2 separate regions of the Mus musculus genome follow, and region 2 is linked to region 1. The links are chromatin contacts, called in public Hi-C maps. All regions are on one chromosome and are shown on one strand. The core of a region is the stretch at or near the end of the contact, and the rest is flanking DNA. Distances in the headings are between cores, read along the strand shown. Region 1 holds the start of Zbp1 (Z-DNA binding protein 1). Region 2 overlaps Pmepa1 (prostate transmembrane protein, androgen induced 1).

Evidence for each region. A called contact is a pair of places that touch in the nucleus more often than the background predicts.
Region 2: a Hi-C map of muscle stem cells shows a contact between it and region 1, with 2.2 times the contacts expected there. The contact joins the enhancer-like site here to the promoter of Zbp1 in region 1. A contact is called at or near these places in 3 of 15 datasets of contacts at CTCF or cohesin (CD8 T cells, embryonic stem cells and large pre-B cells), 34 of 484 Hi-C or Micro-C datasets (B cells, the C2C12 cell line, CD4 T cells and 19 more) and 9 of 115 datasets of contacts at active chromatin or transcription factors (CD8 T cells, T-cell acute lymphoblastic leukemia, embryonic stem cells and 5 more).

The regions. Positions count from the first base shown.
Region 1 is chr2:173,216,925-173,220,729 of GRCm38.p6, forward strand. Zbp1 (Z-DNA binding protein 1) reads right to left here and starts at 1,998. Exons shown (of 8, transcript NM_021394.2): 1 at 1,818-1,998; 2 at 1-84. The coding sequence starts at 1,851.
Region 2 is chr2:173,255,714-173,259,518 of GRCm38.p6, forward strand. All of the region lies in intron 1 of Pmepa1 (prostate transmembrane protein, androgen induced 1), which reads right to left. Among named protein-coding and RNA genes, the nearest start is that of Pmepa1, 19 kb to the right of the region's middle. Within about 2 kb of position 2,073, at least 139 of the 459 cell types and tissues checked have an H3K27ac peak or open chromatin away from gene starts, as enhancers often do. A contact at or near this core is called in the C2C12 cell line, cerebral cortex, embryonic fibroblasts and 7 more, where this site is marked.

The DNA of each region.
Region 1 (3,805 bases), core at 748-3,247:
CTTGGCATTTCTTCACCAGCTGGCCAATCTTCACAGGGCCGCCGTCATCGCTCAACACCTGCAGGATCTTTTGCTCCAGATTGTCTGGGGAGGAACCCAGAGAAGAGCTGAGTTAAGCCTAGTCCCCAGAGCAGAGAAGGCACCTGTGACCTGGGCCAAGCAGACAGGAACGACGACACCACCCAGAGGCAAGGGTGTCAGTCAGGTGGCCCCTCACCCCACAACTAGATGTCTGGGTGGCCAAATGGTAAAATAGTATACAGCCTGCCCTGTGTACTATGTGGAACCCAAACAGGTAGGAACCCCCAACTCTCGGACGATGGAACAAAAGGGAGAGGCAGGAAACCAAGTCTAGCCCTGAAGTCCCTATTTGGTGTCTTGATGGCCTCTCAGCCTGGCCAGGAGTCCCTTTCTCTCCTGCTCAGCACCCACATCGAAGGCATGGGTGTTCCCAGCCCAGGAGCCCAGCAGATAAGAAAAATGGGTCTCTCCTCCCTTGCCTGATACAGCAGGAGTCCTGAAAACCCAGCTCAGCTCTTTAACCCAGCCTCAATGTCATCTTCCAGATGCCTGCCTGCCAACTCCAGAAGGCTTCCTCCCAGAGCCCTCCACCCCTGCTAGCTACCCAGCCTCCTCCTCCGTGTCTAACCCTGAGGATCCCCAAGTTCCACCTCATGTCCCTTCCAGCACGTCTGTCTGCTTATCCATGAGTCTGCCTCTACCTTTCTTTCTTTCCTCTTGTGACAAAGTCTAGCTCAGGCTAGCCTGGAACTCATAGCAATCCTCCTGCTTCAGCCACAGCCCCACCCCAGGGTGGGGCTGGGGGTGGGGGTGGAGGAGGAGGAGGGTGTTGGGGGAAGGATTATAGCACTGAGCATCTATTCCTGACTTGGCTTTGCCTTGCCTTGTAAAACCTTTGCTGGGGAGTGTGCCCTGTAGTGGCCTCTCCTTCATTCCTTTCTCCCACTGGCCCCTAGGGACACACAAGGCAGGCCAAGCCTTCTCCAAAGGGTGAACTTGAAGGACTGGTTGCAGGGTCTGAAAGTGGGACTTTGGAAAGCAGAAGGCTGCAGGTGACAGGCTGGAAAGGTTAGCAGTGAAAGGAAACCATGGGAACCAGGTGACCTTAGTTCTGGTCTTTGCTTGGCTCCTCCCTGATAGCTTTTGAGCAACCACTTCTAGTATGTTGAAATAAGAAATGATTTTCAGCTGGGCGTGGTGGCGCACGCCTTTAATCCCAGCTCTTGGAAGGCAGAGGCAGGCGGATTTCTGAGTTCGAGGCCAGTCTAGTCTACAGAGTGAGTTCCAAGACAGCCAGGGCTACACAGAAAAACCCTGTCTCGAAAAAACCAAACCAAACAAAAGCAAACAAACAAAAAACAAAAATGAAGTGCTTTTCAAAAGATGAAGAAGAAAAGCAGTGAACTAAATCCTGCCCACAGCATGGCAGCCTCACACAGCCCTGCACCCCGCAGCCTCCCATAGCCCAGAAGCCCCTAGACAGGGTATGTAGTCTCAGCAAGGGTTCAAATAGGGCAGGAGAAGAGCTTGAATGTAAAATCAAAGTCACATCTCCTTATCAAAGCAAAGTCCTCTCTTGAAATGACAGTTCGGAGCCCGAGGGCTGTCACAGGCCTTGGTGACCTCATCAATGAGGTAAGGTGACATGAAGGATCTGGGGCACAGGATCCTTGAAGCAAGCTGACTTCCCTGTGGTGACCTCAGAATCCTGTTGCTGTCTGGGCCAAGGAAAGAGCTAGGAGCCTTAGAAACATCAGCTGGGACCCACGCGAGGTGAAGGAAGAGGTTTAGCTTACCTCCTGTGCTCAAGTCAACAGGAGCTTCTGCCATGCTCACAGCAGCCTTGGGGCTCCTTTAGGGCAGGGGGTGGCAGTTTCTGGCACTGTGGTCAGGCCTGGGGCTCTGAATCCACAGGCAAGAATGGCTGCTTGGACCTGCAGGCACCAGCTGTTACCATCCCGGAAACAAATACCCATCTGGCTCCATCCCCTCCCCGCCCTCCAGCTTTTCAAAGAAAGAGAAAATGAAACTTTGGTGTGGTTCTCGGAAAGAAAGGGTGTCGAAATCGAAATTGAAATCGGGGTGGGTGAGCAAGCTGGAGTTGGATGACTGTGTGACAGAGAAGAGAGGAGTCTTGGCCTCTGGGGTGGAGACTGGTCTCCCACCGGGAGAGCTCTATCTGAAGAGAACTCTGTGAAAGCCCTGTGAGGAGGAAGATAGATCTAGGAAAAGGCACCTACTGTGCCTCCCCCACATGCCCACAGGCAGGTGTAGTACCATCTACTCACATACCTTCTAGAAAAAGAGCCCCTTTTCTCACTTTCATAAATTCTCAGTGACCCGTGAACAGCTCAGACACTTCTCTGTTCCATATTACGTAAGAGGGGATCGGGGCTCACAGAGATGGCCTTGTGTCCACCACTCAGCTCACAATAATCCCAGAATCTGGGTCCCGGCTACAGGGTGGAGGTGGGGTGAGTGCAGAGGCCATGATCTTGGGACCTCTGTACCTGTCTGGTGTGCAGGTCACTGGTGCACAGGGCAAGACAGCAGCAGTCGTTGGAGACTAGAAGGAGGTGATGTGCCTGGAGGATGTCTGCCAAGCAAGCAGGAGGTGGCAGGTCCCCAGTCAGCTTCACCTTACAGAACCTGAAAGGGTCACCAAGGGACCAAGACCAGGCCAGGTCTACACAGCTTAGGATGGGCCTGTGCATGGGAAAATATTAACATTTCCAAGTGATTTTTTTATGACTTCCAGGGAGGAAAAACAGTGCCTGCAGAGCCAGCCAAGGAAAACAGAAACCGCACTGCCTGTTGCCACCCAAAATAAATAAAGTCGCTTTTAAATGAACTCTCAGCTGGCCCCATTGAGGGACACTGCCCAGGTTCCCTAGAGGCGCCATTTGAAAACTGACCACTAGGTGGCGCATGCTCACCAACCGCCTCTTGCCCAGGGGGTCTTGCTTGGTCCCTAACCAAGGTGGCTCCAGACTTAGCAGGGCTTCAGGACATGCCCTCCTCACTCCTTTCTTCAGCATTTTCCTCTTCCCTTCCCTTCCCTTCCCTTCCCTTCCCTTCCCTTCCCTTCCCTTCCCTTCCCTTCCCTTCCCTTCCTTACATTAGCTGACCTGCCTGGAAGGAGTCAGAGCCTCCTAGGTCAGTGACTCTCAACCATCCTAACTCTGCACGTCGTTGTGATCCCCACCATAGAAATGATTTTCATCAACACTTTGTAACCATAATTTTGCTATTGTTATGAAACATAATGTAAAGATCTGTGCTTTCTAATGGTCTTAGGTAGCCCCTGTGAAAATGCCACTTGACTCCTCCAGAGTACTCTACACATAATAAAGAAATGTTAAAAAACAAAAGATTTATTTATTTATTTCATGTATATGAGTGCTCTATCTGCATGTACCGTGTATACCAGAAGAGGGCATCAGATTCCCTTACAGATGGTTGTGAGCCACCATGTGGTTGCTGGGAATTGAACTCAGGACCTCTGGAAGAGTAGTCAGTGCTCTTAACCACTAAGCTATCTCTCCAGCTCCAATAAATAAATTCTTTTTAAAAAAATTGAAAAGGAAATCTTTTTTAAAAGAAAGAAAAGAAAAAATTCCAAACTAATTGCCAACATTGGTCCTACCGTCGATTAGATGGCACAGATGTGCCTTTTTGTTGTTGTTATTGTTGCTGCTCTTGTTTGCAACAGTTGGCAGACACCCCAGACTTGGTGTTGTCGGTCAACCCAGGTTCTTTTTTATCCTGTTGTTCTGCCATTTGT
Region 2 (3,805 bases), core at 823-3,322, 39 kb after region 1:
TTACACTAAGCCACTGGTGCAAGAGGCCACGCCAGTCTTGGGGACCCTCGGAGAATCAGGAATTGCTTCTGTAGAGCCACAGCCTCGGTGTTCTAGGACCGAGCCTTGAGTGCTTTTCTGGGTTCTGTTTGGGTTTCTACACTCATTTTTAATGGCTATTCCTCAGCATGTTCCTCCTGCAATTACAACCTAGGCTCTGCACTCTGGGAAAAGGACTGGGTTTATCTAGACAGAAACGCAGCCCCCAGTGCATCTGCCAGGGAAGGGCACAGACCAGGCCCTGCCTGGAACAGCGTGTTCTATTGTTCAGGGACTGAGCGGGAGTGACTTCCTTCTTATCCAGGCTGGACTTGCCCCAAGCTCTCCAGGGATGGAGAAACCAGCTACCACAGCCTGTCTCCTTAGCAGTTGGTCCCCAAAGCCAGAGCAAAAGAGACTTTTATCTAGGGCGCCCCAGGCAGAAAGAGAAAGAACTCACTCACCTTTTGCACCTGGGAGTCCCCCATACATACACCCCGAATCGCCCCATATGTCTGCCCCCACCTAGCCACAAGCACAGACAAAACTAATCAATTACCACACCTTTCTCAAACAGCCCAGCCCTTGCCTAAGAAGCTTCCCCTCCCAATGCCCTGGAAAGCTCTTGGCCAATCAGGCAGACAAAACCTGTCTGGCAGGGTTGTCCTCCAACACAGGGTCTCTGGCCTGAGGGGGAGTGATTAATTATTCAGGGAAAATAGACTTCCAGGGCAAATGAGGCAGTGGGTTCCAGGAACCACCCACAATCCCAGCAGCACCCTTGTCAAGAAGGGCCTTGTGTGAGCTCTCCCTCCACTGCGCTCTGTCTGGAGACCAACCTCTTACCTCATACCCACCCAGGCCCTGGGTCTCATCCATGAACCCTGGGCGGCTGGGTCTGCCTGCCTGTGGCCTCTATCTTCACCATAACCTCAACCTCTCCCTTCAACCGGCCCAGTCGTCCATCACCAGTCTTGGAGCTGGCTGGATGACCCCTCTCTGCCTTCTGCTATCCAAATAGCAGCTGTTGAAGAGTGTGCCAACTGACCTGCTCTCAGCTCCACAAAACTCCCCAGTAACCAAGTCACCCCAAGGCCTCCTGAGATACTGCAGGATCAGGCCCATCCTCAAAGTCTCGCTCCTTCCAGTCCTCCATGGTCTTGGGAGCTCCAGAAGGCCAGGCAAATCCTACCCCAAGACTAGTGGCTCCCAAGACACTGGCTTGGTTGGTGACAAGCCCCTGTGACTCTCCAGCCCTGGGGACTTCTGAGCAATGACAGGTGACCTGAGAAGACAGAGATGACTGGGGACATCACACAGCAGGTAGCCACAGCTCAGCTAAGCACCGCTAAGCTTCTCACTGCCCTCCTTGTCCAGGTAGCCCCCTCACTTTGGGAGCTGCTGTGAGGGCAGCAGGACACGGTGCTGTGGACCGTGCTGTGGGTGGCCTCAGATCCCATTTGAGGGTTGCTGGTCTTCCTCATGCAAGAGCTTCTTCACTTTCTAGTCCTGCTCAGACCAGTTTCCTATCTACCCTCTCTCTTAATTCCAATAGCATCACCACGCTGGGGATGAGGTCTCTGGGCTTGGACTGCATTCAACCCCAATTCTTCAGATAACTGTGCTTAAGGAAAGAAAGACACTGTGTATGTGGTGGCAGTGGCCGGGATGGGGTGTGGGTATGAGGGGATTGTACTGTGCACTTGTGGCAATTCAGCCACACCCCAGGGTCTCCCATCCAGTGCCACTAACACCCTTCACACACTCTTACTTTTGACAACGAAGTCTGCAGACATTGCCAAAGCGCTATGATCCCAGCAAGGTGACTGAGGCTCAAAGCAGTGGGGCCTCTGCTGCTGGAGGAGGAGAGCTGAGGGGGTGGGAGAGGGCGGGGGGGGGGGGCTGCCTCTCCCTGAGCAGCTGCGGCTCTCACATGGTACATGCCAGACCTTCTTGTCACCAATGGGCACAGTGACTCGGCACAGCTGAGGTTCCTGTCTCACTGGGGACTTTTTCCACTTGGTCCTCTCTTGCCAAGACTTCAGACATCCTGGCCTCCTCAGACTGGGCAGAGCAGGCACAGAGTGCCTGGAGTTCCTCTGGCACAGACATGGCCCGACACTGCCTCTGGGCCTTTGTCTTCACTGGCAGCCTGCCCCAGACTTATTGGCACAGGCTGTTGGGTTTTTATTTAGCCAGTGTCAGCTAAGCAGTGCTGGGCCCGCAAACGCTGTGGATGTCAGCTAGACTGGGCTACCCGGGGCATCTCTGTGGGGGGACAGCCTAGGTTTCAGTGGTGGTCTGGTCCCATGCTGGGCTACCTCCTTTGAAGCCACTACCCACCCCTTTCCTGTGTCAGCCTACTTGGGCTCTCCCCAAAAACCCTGACCCTTCAGAATTCAAGGGATTACTCCCCAGAGTGACATGTCTAGACTGGCAGTCTCGATGTGTGACTAAGCTTTGTGTGGTGGGGACAGGGCCTGGTCTCCCCAAGGAGAAATGTTGATTAGGGAACTTGGCGTTATGGAAGACGACTGGGACCGGGCCACTTCTGGGGTACCACACACACTCTCTCCCTTCCTGGGGACAGACCTAACCCAGCACAGGGATTCAGACCTGGGTCTCTGAACTTGGAAGCCTGGGACCTGCCTGCCACTGGTCAGTCCTCAGAACAGCACCCCACACTCTCACAAATGGCTACTCTTATCCCTTTCAGACAAGTGCAGCCAGGCCAGGGGTCTTCCTGAACCTAACTAGAAAGAAGGCAAGAGTTAGGGTAGGGCCCACATGCTGTGACCTCTGGCCCCTACTGACCCTCCCTGGTCACTTAAACCCCAGGAGAGCTCATTCATACCCAGTGGCTTTTCAAGGGGTAGCTCATTTCCCCACGGTCACCCATGTGACTGATCACCCATGTGACTGGTCACTCGCTTCCCTGGCAGCTCACATGGAATCCCATTTCCCTGTGGCTCAGGTGGCTGCCTGCTCCCAATACCACCACCAGTCTGTTTCCCCATGGTCACCTACTCCTCTCGTGGCTATCCACTCCCCGTGGTGACTCCAGGACAGTGCACGCCCTATGATCAGTCCCTCACTCTCATAGCCACTCCCACAACTCCCAATGCCCACCTCCTGCCCTCCTCCAGCCCCTAGGCAGCCACATCTGAGAGTATCTCGTGCAGGACTGGCCCCAGGGACAGGGGCACTTTGCCTTTTGTCCTTATCGTTGGTCAAATTCTTTGAGTTTGGAGTTAAATAAGGAGCTCTCTGTTGTCTTTCCAGTCATAAGAATCAGCCTATTGTCACTGCAGACCGAGAAACACACTAGCCAGCTCTGTCTGGAGTCTGTCCTTTGAACGGTCACTTGGACACACTGTGCTCATGACCACAGCATGATGCTTTGGGGTCTTTTTTTTTTTTTTGGTCCCCTCTAAGTGACTTATTTCACGCACTTCAGTAGAGAGAGGGGTTTGGGGCAGGTCAGCGGTAGAGCACACACTAACTAAGATCCAGGGTACCCAAGTTCTATTCCCCTGTACTCATGTAACCCAAAGTGGTGAGTGCGGTGTGCAACTCTGACCCACTATTCGGGGAAGGAGGGATGGATGATAAGGAGTCTACACTACACAGTCACCAACACAAATCTTCAAATCTTTCCTATCTGCACGGACGCCACAGGCCAACTGAGCACCGTGCACAGCTGGGGAGTCTCCGGCTCCGTCCGACCTACTGTGGGAGACCCGGGACACAGGCAGCTCTGGCTTTGAGGCTCCTTAGTTGGTGAGAC